2 separate regions of the Hordeum vulgare genome follow, and region 1 is linked to region 2. Evidence: chromatin contacts called from public Hi-C data. All regions are on one chromosome and are shown on one strand. The core of a region is the stretch at or near the end of the contact, and the rest is flanking DNA. Distances in the headings are between cores, read along the strand shown. Region 1 holds the start of LOC123399864 (dolichol-phosphate mannose synthase subunit 3). Region 2 holds the start of LOC123399861 (ankyrin repeat domain-containing protein 2A-like).

The links. Hi-C and Micro-C count contacts between places; a contact is called where the count stands out from the background.
Region 1: a contact with region 2 is called in a Hi-C map of seedling, with 2.6 times the contacts expected there. The contact joins the promoter of LOC123399864 here to the promoter of LOC123399861 in region 2. A contact is called at or near these places in 2 of 6 Hi-C or Micro-C datasets (leaf and seedling) and 1 of 1 datasets of contacts at active chromatin or transcription factors (embryo).

The regions. Positions count from the first base shown.
Region 1 is chr5H:490,990,578-490,996,962 of MorexV3_pseudomolecules_assembly, forward strand. It overlaps LOC123399864 (dolichol-phosphate mannose synthase subunit 3), which reads left to right and starts at 4,088. Exons shown (of 4, transcript XM_045094247.1): 1 at 4,088-4,403; 2 at 4,873-4,993; 3 at 5,088-5,195; 4 at 5,580-5,912. The coding sequence starts at 4,892. The coding sequence ends at 5,639. It overlaps LOC123399863 (solute carrier family 35 member F1-like), which reads right to left. Exons shown (of 11, transcript XM_045094246.1): 11 at 6,167-6,385. The coding sequence ends at 6,335.
Region 2 is chr5H:490,860,094-490,865,805 of MorexV3_pseudomolecules_assembly, forward strand. LOC123399861 (ankyrin repeat domain-containing protein 2A-like) reads left to right here and starts at 1,951. Exons shown (of 8, transcript XM_045094244.1): 1 at 1,951-2,095; 2 at 2,920-3,011; 3 at 3,216-3,425; 4 at 3,511-3,659; 5 at 3,735-3,906; 6 at 4,528-4,620; 7 at 5,264-5,403; 8 at 5,495-5,712. The coding sequence starts at 2,086. The coding sequence ends at 5,594.

The sequences.
Region 1 (6,385 bases), core at 2,838-5,337, 130 kb after region 2:
TCTTGCCCAACCGGTAACTTTCATGTGAACAGCAATGATAGTATACGCACTGCAGGCTGGTAAGTCATTAGTCATATACCACACCATGGTAACTCGAATTCTACAGGACGCGTTATATATTCTCGCTTGTACACGACGCAAAGCTCTGTCAAAAACATGAGCTTGGTTACTCGAAGCGGAGGTTCGAAGTTCGACTCCAAGTTTCTACGCCTCCCTAAAATCAGAACGTTCGACAGTTAAGGCACTCCATTGAAGTTTTCTAAAACCATGGTTTCTATATACAATACAACATTCTTCAAATACTCAAATAAATTACTTGCCCATCTCCAACAGACGCGCAATGCGCGGCGCAAAAAAAAAGACACATTACAACGTGCAAATAACATTTTTTTCGCGCGTCACAAAGCGCTCGTTCCGGCAGTCGTTGAAAAAAATACGCGCGCGTCGCTCTAGCAGAAGCGTTAAAAATCCGACGCCCTAAAAATTAACTTGCACATTCTACGCAAATACAAGATAACAAACGATAGATAGTATAGATAGTTCACACAGATAGAAACTACTCCTCGCCGATAGTTCATCTAGTACACAATAAAAAACAATTAAAAACGATAAACTACTCCTCGTCGTCTTCCTCCGACGCGCTGGTGTCCAACTCCGTTGTGGTGATGAAGACGTCAGCCCACCGTTCATCATCGGATGACCAAGTCGACGCTTCCTTGAGCTCCATGTTGAAGAGTGCGGCTTGCTTCCGCGTACGCCTGTCCTCATGATAGGTGGCTTGCTCCACCCTCCTTTGCGTGAAGAATGCACGCTCGTCGAGGACGTCCTGCGGGAACTGTTGGCGTCACTCCGCCATGACATGTTCGTCCATCTCAGCGATGCCGAGGTGGTGCACTAGCTTCCGGTTCTGGCGACGGTCCTCTTCGATGACAACTCACGTGGGAGGTGCGAGCTGCTGCGCCCACTCCCGCGTCATCACCGCGGGAAAATATATTTCCCTACGAGGCCAGTTGAGGCGCCACGCTGCCGCGTCGTACGCGCGGACGACCTCGTCGGCGGTGTTGAAAGTGTCGAGGCCGAGGTGCTTATCACTGGAGCGGATCTCGTCGTAGAAGGTGCCGGAGGGAGCGCGCGGACGCCGCGGTAGCCCGAAGTTTTGTGGCGGCGCGACGGTGGCCGTGCGAGAGAGCGACAAAGGGCGTGGCGAGGCGAGGGGCGCGTGGGAGCGGTGAAAAGACACATGGAAGAGGCGTTGGATTTATAGTACGTGTCAAGCCCCGCGCGTCAAATCTAGCGTGCCGAACCGCCTTTTTCCGCACGCCGGAATTTTTCACACCCGCTGAAACGCGCGCGTTAAAATGCAATTTTTGGCGCGTTCGTATTTTTTTACAACCACTGTTGGAGATGCTCTCAATCAATGTCACTTTCCCTTTCACTTTCTTGATCACAAGCATTTGAGTCTTGGACCTCACTTTGCCCAAGGGATTCGTCACTTGTACTTGCCGCAGGAGCCCTGAGATGCTGAAGGACCCAGTAGACCCGAGGTGGCGCTTCATCTTGGCCACTCCTCGCAGAGCCTGCGTCCTCATGTCGAAAGCGAGCACCGTCACCATGGCTCCGCTGCTGACGCCGTTGCCCAGCACGTAAACAATGCCGTCCTCCTCGCAGGCGACGCCCATGGTGGTAAGCCATGACAAGACGCCCCAGGGACAAGACCCCCTCGGCGGCCTCGTGTGCTCTGCCGCTCACGAGCTTGTGCAGCAGCTTGTAATGCCTCGTGACGACATGCAGGACTGCCGCTCCGTCCCCCACCCCGCGTCCTCCAGCTTCGTGCTCCACGACGGCCAACCAGCGAGGAGGTGGTCAAAGACAGACAGGTGGAGACAACATCAGTCAACGACGACGAGCAGGTGCAGTCGAGCAGACGCGGCGCTCCCTCCTCGGCTCATCCACTCCTCCTTCCACCGTGTGCAGGTGCAGACGAGGAGATGATGGTCGACGATGGCAACGGTTAATAGGATCGTTGAGAGGTGGAATCCATCTGATTGAGCCCATGTTTCTCGTTATTTCTGTTTCTGCTTCGTTAAATAAAATGAAAACTCTAACGTTTTAGGCAGTAAAATTCGGGAACATCTGTGGAAGGATCCGTACTAAACATCCGCCGTTCGATGTACGCGCTCGTAGCCGTTCGATCCACCTGCTAGCACGCGGCTCAGTCGTTTCCCCGATCAATTAATTCCTAAAGCAACTGTCTAGTTGCAGAAACAACGGATGCGTTGCGGAAACAATTTCTAAAACAACGTTTCTGGTCGCGGTGGAGACCGCGCTGCCGGGCACGGGGGTGGCACCTGAGCCATTGGGCGTAGCCCCTACTCAGCCGCATCGGATGGGGGTCCTCGGAGGCTGAGGGATGGTCGGAGGCGGCGGCCGGAGCTCGGCCAGGTCGGGCCCGTCGCTAGGGGCAACGAGGGGAGGAGCTGGAGGCAGCTACGGGCTCAGGGAAGTGCGGCGAATGCGATGAGGCTACTATGACAAGCGGAGGAGCTCAGGAAATGGGAGCTCAGCGGCCATGGCCATGACCGGAGCTCGGGCTTGGCGGCGAACGGTGCTACGAGAGGGAAACAACGACATGGCTAGGAGAGTTGCAGGAAACTGTCCTGAAACAATAGGTGAGCTGCAAGAAAAACGGAAGCGGCTTCGGCAAACTATTCTGAAACAACAGGTGAGTTGCAGGAAACTGTCCTGAAACAATAGGTGAGTTGCAGGAAAAACGAAAGCGGCTTCGGCAAACTATCCTGAAACAACGGGTGAGTTGCAGGAAACTGTCCTGAAACAATAGGTGAGCTGCAGGAAAAACGAAAGCGGCTTCGGCAAACTATGCTGAAACAACAGGTGAGTTGCAGGAAACTGTACTGAAACAATAGGTGAGCTGCAGGAAAAACGAAAGCGGCTTCGGCAAACTATCCTGAAACAACAGGTGAGTTGCAGGAAACTGTACTGAAACAATAGGTGAGCTGCAGGAAAAACGAAAGCGGCTTCGGCAAACTATCCTGAAACAACAGGTGAGTTGCAGGAAACTGTACTGAAACAATAGGTGAGCTGCAGGAAAAACGAAAGCGGCTTCGGCAAACTATCCTGAAACAACAGGTGAGTTGCAGGAAACTGTACTGAAACAATAGGTGAGCTGCAGGAAAAACGAAAGCGGCTTCGGCAAACTATCCTGAAACAACAGGTGAGTTGCAGGAAACTGTACTGAAACAATAGGTGAGCTGCAGGAAAAACGAAAGCGGCTTCGGCAAACTATCCTGAAACAACAGGTGAGTTGCAGGAAAAACTGTACTGAAACTATATGTGGTCTGCAGATAAAACGAAAGCGACTTCGACGAACGCGGGACGTTGTCGACTGTGTGATCAACACATTATCGAACGGCCATGGAGCCGGCAGATGAGCGCGCGTGATCAGCCGATAAAATGCAATCTTTTCTCATAAGATTCATATTCCTACAAAGTAAATCATCGAGATAACTGTCTCTCCAATAACGTGAAGTAAATCGTGGAGATAACTCTCTTCGGTCAAGAATCCATCGCGTGAGTTCATTCGTGCTTAAGAAACAACCGGGTTCGTTCGGTCTTGTCGACTTAACCGAGCTAAGACCAGAGCAGACCCGTTAATTTTTGGGCCGAAATTCCGAGCTCGGACCGGCCAGTTTTCCTAACGGTCCGAAACAGTCCTGATCGGTCGACAAGCGGGCCTAAAAGCCTGCTCGGTACGTCCAGCCACTCTCATCGCGATGGGATGGCCGGTGCTCGTCGTGGACGTGACGGTGGTGGCGTTGCGGGCTGGACCGATGCGACCAAAGAGGTCGAGTAGGACGGAGCTCGGGATGGTGTTGCCCTCGCGGACCCCGAGGAAGGCGGCGGGGGCGGCCATGCGGTCCCGCCGATTGGTCCACGACCCAATGGCGGCTGAATTTAGGACTTTTCCTGCCCGAACTAAATAAGTTTTTTTTCCTGCTTTTTTTGATTTTTTTTAATTTCTTTCCTGCTGGGCCTAAACCGAACGTCCGCAGCGGTCAGAGCCCGTGGTCGAGTCTCGAGCCCGTCTAAGCCGCATACGTGGCTCGGCCTGCAGCGAGCAGAGACCAAGAAAGCCTCGCCGCCGTCGCCCCGTCCCCGACAACCACCTCTGCGCATCGCTCGCCGGCGGCGGGGGCACACCAGCGGAGCGCGCGGCCAGTGCAACGACGCGCGGATCCAGCGCGGGACAGCTCAGCCAGCTATCTCGCCCCTCCGACCAACGCCTCGACCTCGACTCCTCCCCGCGGCTCGCCGTCTTCCACCCAAGGTCGACGAGATCTGCCTCCTCACCGTCAACACCACTACAGTCCACAGGTTTCCGCCCGGTAAGCGATCTCCCTTCATCCCCGTTTCTTCTTGGATCCTTTGGTTAACTTGGCCAGATCCGTCTGGTGTAGCATCTAGTTGCAGTTAGGGAGTATCGTTGGTGCCCAATTGCTCTCGATCCAATTCTAGTGGGCAGCTTATCAATAACTGTCTTCATGCCTGTGTTCACAATCTTATCATCTACAGTATTCAATTTCTGCTAGATAGATACATCGCATAGTTTTTTTTATTATGTATATAATCCAATGTAATTAGTTCCCAAATCAATTAACCATGTCTTAGAAGCTGTCATGTACCAGTATCACAAGTCTGTGTCTCAGTTGTCTCAGTTCGGCCAGTTGCCAAAATATAAGATACTAAGTACAGTAGATGCTTAAACAGTTTACCTGACGGCCTACTGTCCGCTCTAGGAAATCAGGATGGAAACTGGCTGCCGTAGTTCTCATTCGTTCTTCTGATTGATGGCAGGCGAGGGTTGCATTTTTAGATGAAGCACATATTCAAGATCATCGCGGTCCTGGCGGCAATCTCCGCTGTCTGGGTTGCGCTCCTTGAAACCTCAACCGTACCTCGCAGTTATACTTGGTTGGTGAGTGTCATCGATTTTTTTTTCAATTCTGATGGCATGAAGAAGATAGGCTCCTTTTGATTAAGATGTTTGCTTGTGCCTTCTGTTGTTGTAGCTTCCCATCTACTTGGTAGTGGCGCTTGGATGCTACGGCCTTTTTATGGTTGGATATGGGCTCATGTTCTTCCCAACCTGCCCTCAAGAAGCAGTGTTACTACAGCAGGTAGCTGACGTAGTCCTTGCAGCCTAATTTTCCTTTTTGTCTATGCAGTCTTATTTCCATTTTGAAAACCAATAATCTCTAGAACTTGCATCCTTTGTTATTTTTTGTTTTAGTTTCACACTTGTGCATCGTCTATTATACATTCTTTTCTCTTGGCTTTCTGCTGGCATAACGAGATTCAAGGTATTCTGCACAAAGGAAAGAAGAGAAAGTCTGAAAACTTCATAAGTTTATTTGTACCTCATGCGTATCATTGTATGAATTTTCATAATGGTCACTACAAATAAAACCAAGCCACCTGATTTTGAAATTTTTAAGTTTTCTGTACATTACATGTTTGGGTTCTTCCCATTTGTAATTATTTGAGCTCGACCAACTATGCAGGATATTGTGGAGGCAAAGGAATTCCTATCAAAAAGAGGTGTTGATGTGAGCTCTGATTGAGGTCAATACCGACGATTTATGTTTCGTGACCAGTTTGAAGCTTCCTGGATACCATATAGAAAAAATATGGCATTTCACCATGTCTAGATATTTGTTACTAACGCAGTTTTTATGAGTGGCATGTTACAATTGTAGATTTTTTAGTTCAGTGGATGGCTTGTCACGATACTAGTTATGTCACGAGAACAGTGTGAGAACAACTAATTAATGGTTTGTTAACAAGTCCATCAGTGTTCAAGACATGTCTGCTATTTTACAATCTGGTTTTCATCACTGGATGTGTATCATTTTTTTTTGTGCAGTATCATCTTTGGTGATTAGGCTACCCCAACTTGTTTGGGGCTAAAGGCTTTGTTGTCGTTGTAGTATCATCTTTGGTGAATGGTGGTGGCTCGAATTGCGAGTTCCTTTCATGGTTCAGTCTCATTATGTGAAATTTTGTATCCAGTTCAGATTTCTTTCATTTGCTAAATCTGGAAAGATTTCTTGAGTTATTCAAATTCGACAAAGTTCTGAACTCCTCATAGTTAGCAAAAGATCATTAAACCTTTACCAATACCGTTATTGCTCCATGTTTACAAAACAATTGTAGAATGAACCAGCAGTATACACCCTGTGCAGTGAATCTGTGTCAACTCATAATCCTATTTATACATGTTCAGTCACATGCCATGTTGGCAGTAGACAGTTGCCTGCTACCTTGATATAGCTGCTTCTGACGGGGACTTGTTTGAGTCCGGTCCATC
Region 2 (5,712 bases), core at 701-3,200:
CTATTTTGTCTCAAAAGTTTGTTATTGTGATACATCCATATCTAGAAAAAAAGTTGGTGTGAGACCAACCATATCTATCTAAGAAGTCTAAGACAAATAATACGAATCGGAGGGAGTATTAATTATGTCTATACGAGATTGAGACTTATGGCCAAGAAGATTTTGAACAGGTCAAAAGATTTAAGAGGTGTTTGTTTCCAGGGACTTTCTGGTGTAGAGACTAAAAAAAATCTCTTTTAGTCCCATGTGAAACAAACATGAAGGACTTTTACTAAATGAAGTATTTGGGACTAAATGAAGTTCCTGTGAAAGGGTCTTTTGGAGACTTTTTTGACACTTTTTCCAACAGCGCCCTTACTTTTAGCATGTCATTTAATAACTTCTAGCACATTACTAGGGGTAACATGGTCCTTTTCCATGTCATTTAATGACCTCTAGTCCCTCTTTAGTCCATGAAAACAAACGGATAGGGACTAGGGACTTTTCAGTTGGGAGTAAAAAAAATCCTGGGACTTATAAAACAAATAGGGCCTTACATCTAAAGATCGTATATACCTTATTTATAGAGAGAGTACTTCCCTGGTTGGATAAAGACCGCCTGGATTGGTTGTAGAGTGGCTTCGCTTTACTTTCATGAAAACGACGAGGAATGAGTTTATGATCAACCTGCAAGTGGAACGACCTACAGGCGTTCCACATCCCGTCGCATGTATTCACATAATTAAGTGGGTTGTCCACGTAATTTACGTGGTATTATATGGGCTGCTACAGGAGATATATGATGTATCGGGGCAACTTGTTTTACATCAATGTACGTTAGTTTTTTTGTTTTTTTAGAAAAAATAATGCATTGACGTAACATCAATGTACGTTTAAAAAAAATCAAATCAAAATTCAAATATTGCTCGAGACACAAAAGTGACAAATTTAATGTTGAATAGTATACAAGTTGGACAGGTTTTGATTCATTAGCACATTGATGTAAAATCTTTCATTTTTTGTATCTCAAAAAATGTTTCAGAATTTAACTTGAATTCTTATGACAACATACATTAATGTTGTGTCAATGCATTAAATTTTGTCCAGAATTTTCCATACATTTTTTAACGTGTAACAAAATCTGATGCATCGGTAGCATCAATTACCCCAGTGATACATTCCCACACATACCCACAAAAATCTATAGGCCACATGAAAGTAATATCTCAAGTTGTAGTACGACATGTCGACATCCTATAGCAGTAAAAAAAACAAATGCCCACAGTCCTATATACTCCATTATAGGCAACATAATTCATGCTCCATTATAGGCAACACGGGCAATTTAGGAACCTCATAGAAAATTTACGGTCCGGATGATTTTTTTCACACATCATGTACATCCATCTGGATTTAACGGGCGGCGAGTTTTTAAGAACATCTATAACCGGACCCCTCAAATAACCCCTCATACGCTCGCAGACGTGTCCGGAGAGTGATTGAACAGGAAAGAGAAGGAAAAAGTGACCCAACCGGACCCCTCATAACATTTCTATATATCTGGACTGTCCGCAAACCCTTATATCCATTTAAAATATGGAGAGAATATGTGGGTTCACAAACGCGTCTGGGCGCGTCCGGTCAGTCCGTCACATAAGACGCGACCCTATCTTAGACCATATTTTTCTTTTCTTTATTCATTCCTTTCTTTCCCTCTCTACCTATTCATCAATCATGTGCAAGTGACCGGACATATAAGAAAAAAAAGTATAAATGACGGACGGACAAATAGAAAACACGTTTGATCGCGTTTGATGTTCGAATTTGCAAGTCATGAAGATGCTCCTAGAGAGTGGAAGAAATGCTTTTACCTCAAATAATTTCTTGTCAGAGGGGGAAAGCATAAAAATACGTCTACTTGCTCTCCACCTTTTCCCGATCAGCAACCTCCCCTCTTTCTCTTTGTCAGCCCCTCCCCTCACCATCAAGGGTTTTCCTCCTCTCATAGCCTTCGCCGCTTCACCGCTTCACCACTGCTGCCTTCCCTTCCTCGCAAGCCTCTCCCCGTCCGCCTCGCCGCCGCCGCCGCCGCCCGTCCGATCCGCCATGGCGTCCGGTAACTACCTCCCAACGCCCCTCCCCTCCGGTCCTCCCCGCCGTTCACGCTGTCTTCGCTCGATTTTCCCGCGCTGTCCCTCCCCACGCCGCTCCATGGCCCCCTCTTCGCCGGCCAGCGGCCAGCCGCTAGATCCGCGGCAGGGGCCGTGGTTCTCGGGGTTCTGGTTGCCGCGCGGCGTGGGAACCGGAGCGTTCCGTGCGCCCGGCTTAGATCGGTTTCGGGGGATGCGGCATGTGTGGCCGAGGGGAACTGCCGACTACTAGTACCTAGTGTGGTCCGTGGAGTGGCGGGTGGTTCGGAGTTCATCGTGTCGCGAGGCAGGGGGCGGTTATGGTTTTGTAGGTTTTGGGCCGATTCTGTGAGAACATGGCATCGAGGGCCGTTGTTCTGATGACATCAGGACTCTTCGTTCGTCGATTGTGAATGTGAAGCAGAGGCAGGGTGCTTGTAATGCCTAGCTAGATGTGCGCTTCTGCTTCACTGCTGTTGCTGTTGCTGTTGCTGTGCCATGATGAACTGATGATGAACATGACGTGTCTAGGTGCAAACTATGAAACCGTTTGCTGCTGGTATATGATGTAGCTTGGCTGCCTAGGAGTTTTCTGTCTTAAGAGAGTTGCTATGATTGTGTCGTAGTTTTGTTGAGCATGAAATTGGCGTTCGGTACGGGTTTTGACACTTAAATAGCGCTTTTAACCTGATTTGTGTCATTATTAAGACAGAAAGACGAGCAATGGTAGTTTGGCTTTTATGTTTATTTCTTATGCATAATTTGATAGTCTCTGATGTGCTCCCCTTTCTGCCTGCCAATTGCATTTCAGACCAGAACGAAGGTTCAAAATCGGAGGGGTTGGCAGCTGGTGCAGGCCTTCCCAGTCCTTTTGATTTCTCCAACATGAGCAGCTTGCTCAATGTATGTTTTCTTCTTGTGCTCTTAATATGTTTTTCAAGTATGGATTTGAAATGCCTTTTGCCTTTAATATGTTTTTTAAGTATGGAGTTGAAATGCCTTTTGCCCTGCTGTGCTGGATTCATGAAACTTATCCTCTTTTTTGCATTACAGCAGCTCTACTTTGTTTCTCTTGTATATATCTAACTTTCTTATTGTCACCTGAAGGATCCATCTATAAGGGAGATGGCTGAGCAAATTGCCAGCGACCCTGTATTCAACCAGATGGCTGAGCAGCTTCAGAAAAGTGCGCAGGGTACAGGGGAACAGGGTGTTCCAAGTTCGGATCCTCAAGCATACCTGGAAACCATGACAAAAGTTATGCAGAATCCGCAGTTCATGTCAATGGCGGAGCGTCTTGGGAATAGTCTTATGCAGGTATCACATTTTATTTCCTCACTTGTCACCCAAATTTTATGCTGAGTGCAATTTTTCTTCTCAAGTGTTCTCCTATGTATGACAGGATCCTGCAATGTCCAGTATGCTTGAGAACTTGACTAGTCCAGCTCACAAAGAGCAACTTGAAGAGCGAATGACCCGTATCAAGGATGACCCGTCTTTGAAGCCAATTCTTGATGAGATAGAGCGTGGTGGTCCATCTGCAATGGTCAAGTAGGTATTGCATGCGAGTATGGATACCTGATTACAGCTTAAAGTTGCTGAGATATTCTTCTTTACTTCATCTAGGTACTGGAATGACCCTGAGATTCTTCAAAAGATTGGCGAGGCTATGTCATTGAACTTCCCAGTAGATGCTGCTACTTCCACTGTACTATCTGGACCTCAAGAAACTGATGAAGAAGGCGAGGATGATGATGAGTCCATTGTCCATAACACCGCCAGTGTTGGTGATGCAGAGGTAATTGCAAAGAATATCGATAGGCCTTGCCTTCTAATTCTTTTCCGCTGCTAGTTGATTTACCAATTTTGTTGGTATTTATCCATGTATCCTCATAAGGATGCTCTGTGCTACTTAGTGGTTAACATTTAGTGTTTACCATATTTGTCACCATGCAACCAGTTTTTGGTTAAGGCAAGGCATGTATCTCCAACTTGGCTCACAAACTTCTATTTGTGTGACCGAGGAATGCTCCCCCTCCCTTGATGGTTTTACATCATGATCAGGCTTCTCTGGTTTATAGCCTACATGCACCATGCTTATAAAATGAGTCATCTAATCTGTTTATTTGAAGGCAACTCACAAATTATCATGTAATATTTGTGGATCCTGAAAATGGGTCCACTCTCAGATGATTGCTGTTCTTTGTGGTAGAACTATCTGAGCTTTAATAGGGCCATTTCTCAGTGGATACCATAGCTTTGCTTTCTTTCTAAATGGGAATTCCATTGAACTTTGCACTAGTGTGGTTTGACTTCTACCATCGATCTTTTATTTGCGCTTGAGGAAATCTCTATGAAATTGTTATACCTATTTACTATTATTATCAGTGCTGCATTGACAAGTTGAATACGACAACAGGGACTGAAGAAAGCATTAGATGGTGGAGCAAACAAGGATGAAGAAGATGTGGAGGGCAGAAGGGCCTTACATTTTGCATGTGGATACGGCGAGGTGCGTAATATGCTGAACTTTTGTCAACTTAAATAAATGATCCAACATTCAGACCAATTTGAATATCCCCTTATACTGTAGCAGATTTCCACATTTGGCTTTTCCTGTTATGTCACTTGTAAGTTTCAAATTCCATGATTGATAGAGAGACCTGGTTCAGTTGACTTGTTTCGAGTCATGGTATATCTCATTGCAACCAATTTGAGCAATATACTTTTTGATTTGGTAAATTGTTAATATTTTGCAGATATTTTGTTTACAAAGTCTTTTAACATTTCCTAGTCTTTAGTGTTGAATTGTAACTGGGAATTACAGAACTTATGTACTATTGCGAGTTCTGACTTAAGGCTACCTGTATTGTATGATTATTTGTAGTATAGGAGTATGTTAGATATCTTGTTTAGCGTGTCCCGCATATACCCCCTCCATTTCGAAATATAAGACCTTGTAGAGATTTTACTATGGACTACATATGAATGTATATAGACATATTTTAGAATGTAGATTCATTCATTTTGTTCCGTATGTAGTCCATAGTGAAATTTCTAAAAGGTCTTATATTTAGGAACGGAGGGAGTACAGTATAAAAAAAGGTGTTCAGTATCAGCAGTTGATTGGATCAACTTGTGTATTTTTTTTTCAGTTGAAGTGTGCAGAAATCCTTCTGGAGGCAGGCGCTGCAGTTGACGCACTGGATAAGAACAAGAACACCCCGCTGCACTATGCCGCTGGATACGGTAGGAAGGAATGTGTGGATCTTCTTTTGAAGCACGGCGCTGCTGTGTAAGTGAAACCATCTCTTCTCTGTCTAATTAATAACCAACATAAACAGCCTACCCCCTTTTCACATTCAACTGTTTGTAAACGATCGCAGCACGCTCCAAAATCTGGACGGGAAGACCCCCATCGAGGTGGCCAAGCTCAACAGCCAGGACGAGGTGGTCAAGCTGCTGGAGCAGGACGTGTTCCTATGAAGCAAACCCTCAGACCCGGTGCTCATCGATCCTAAAACTCTTCCTTGTTTCTGGTCTCTCAGCGGTGTCATGTCGTGGCATGGTGTTGGTCGCTTTCCCTCGGTTTACTTAGTTTGGT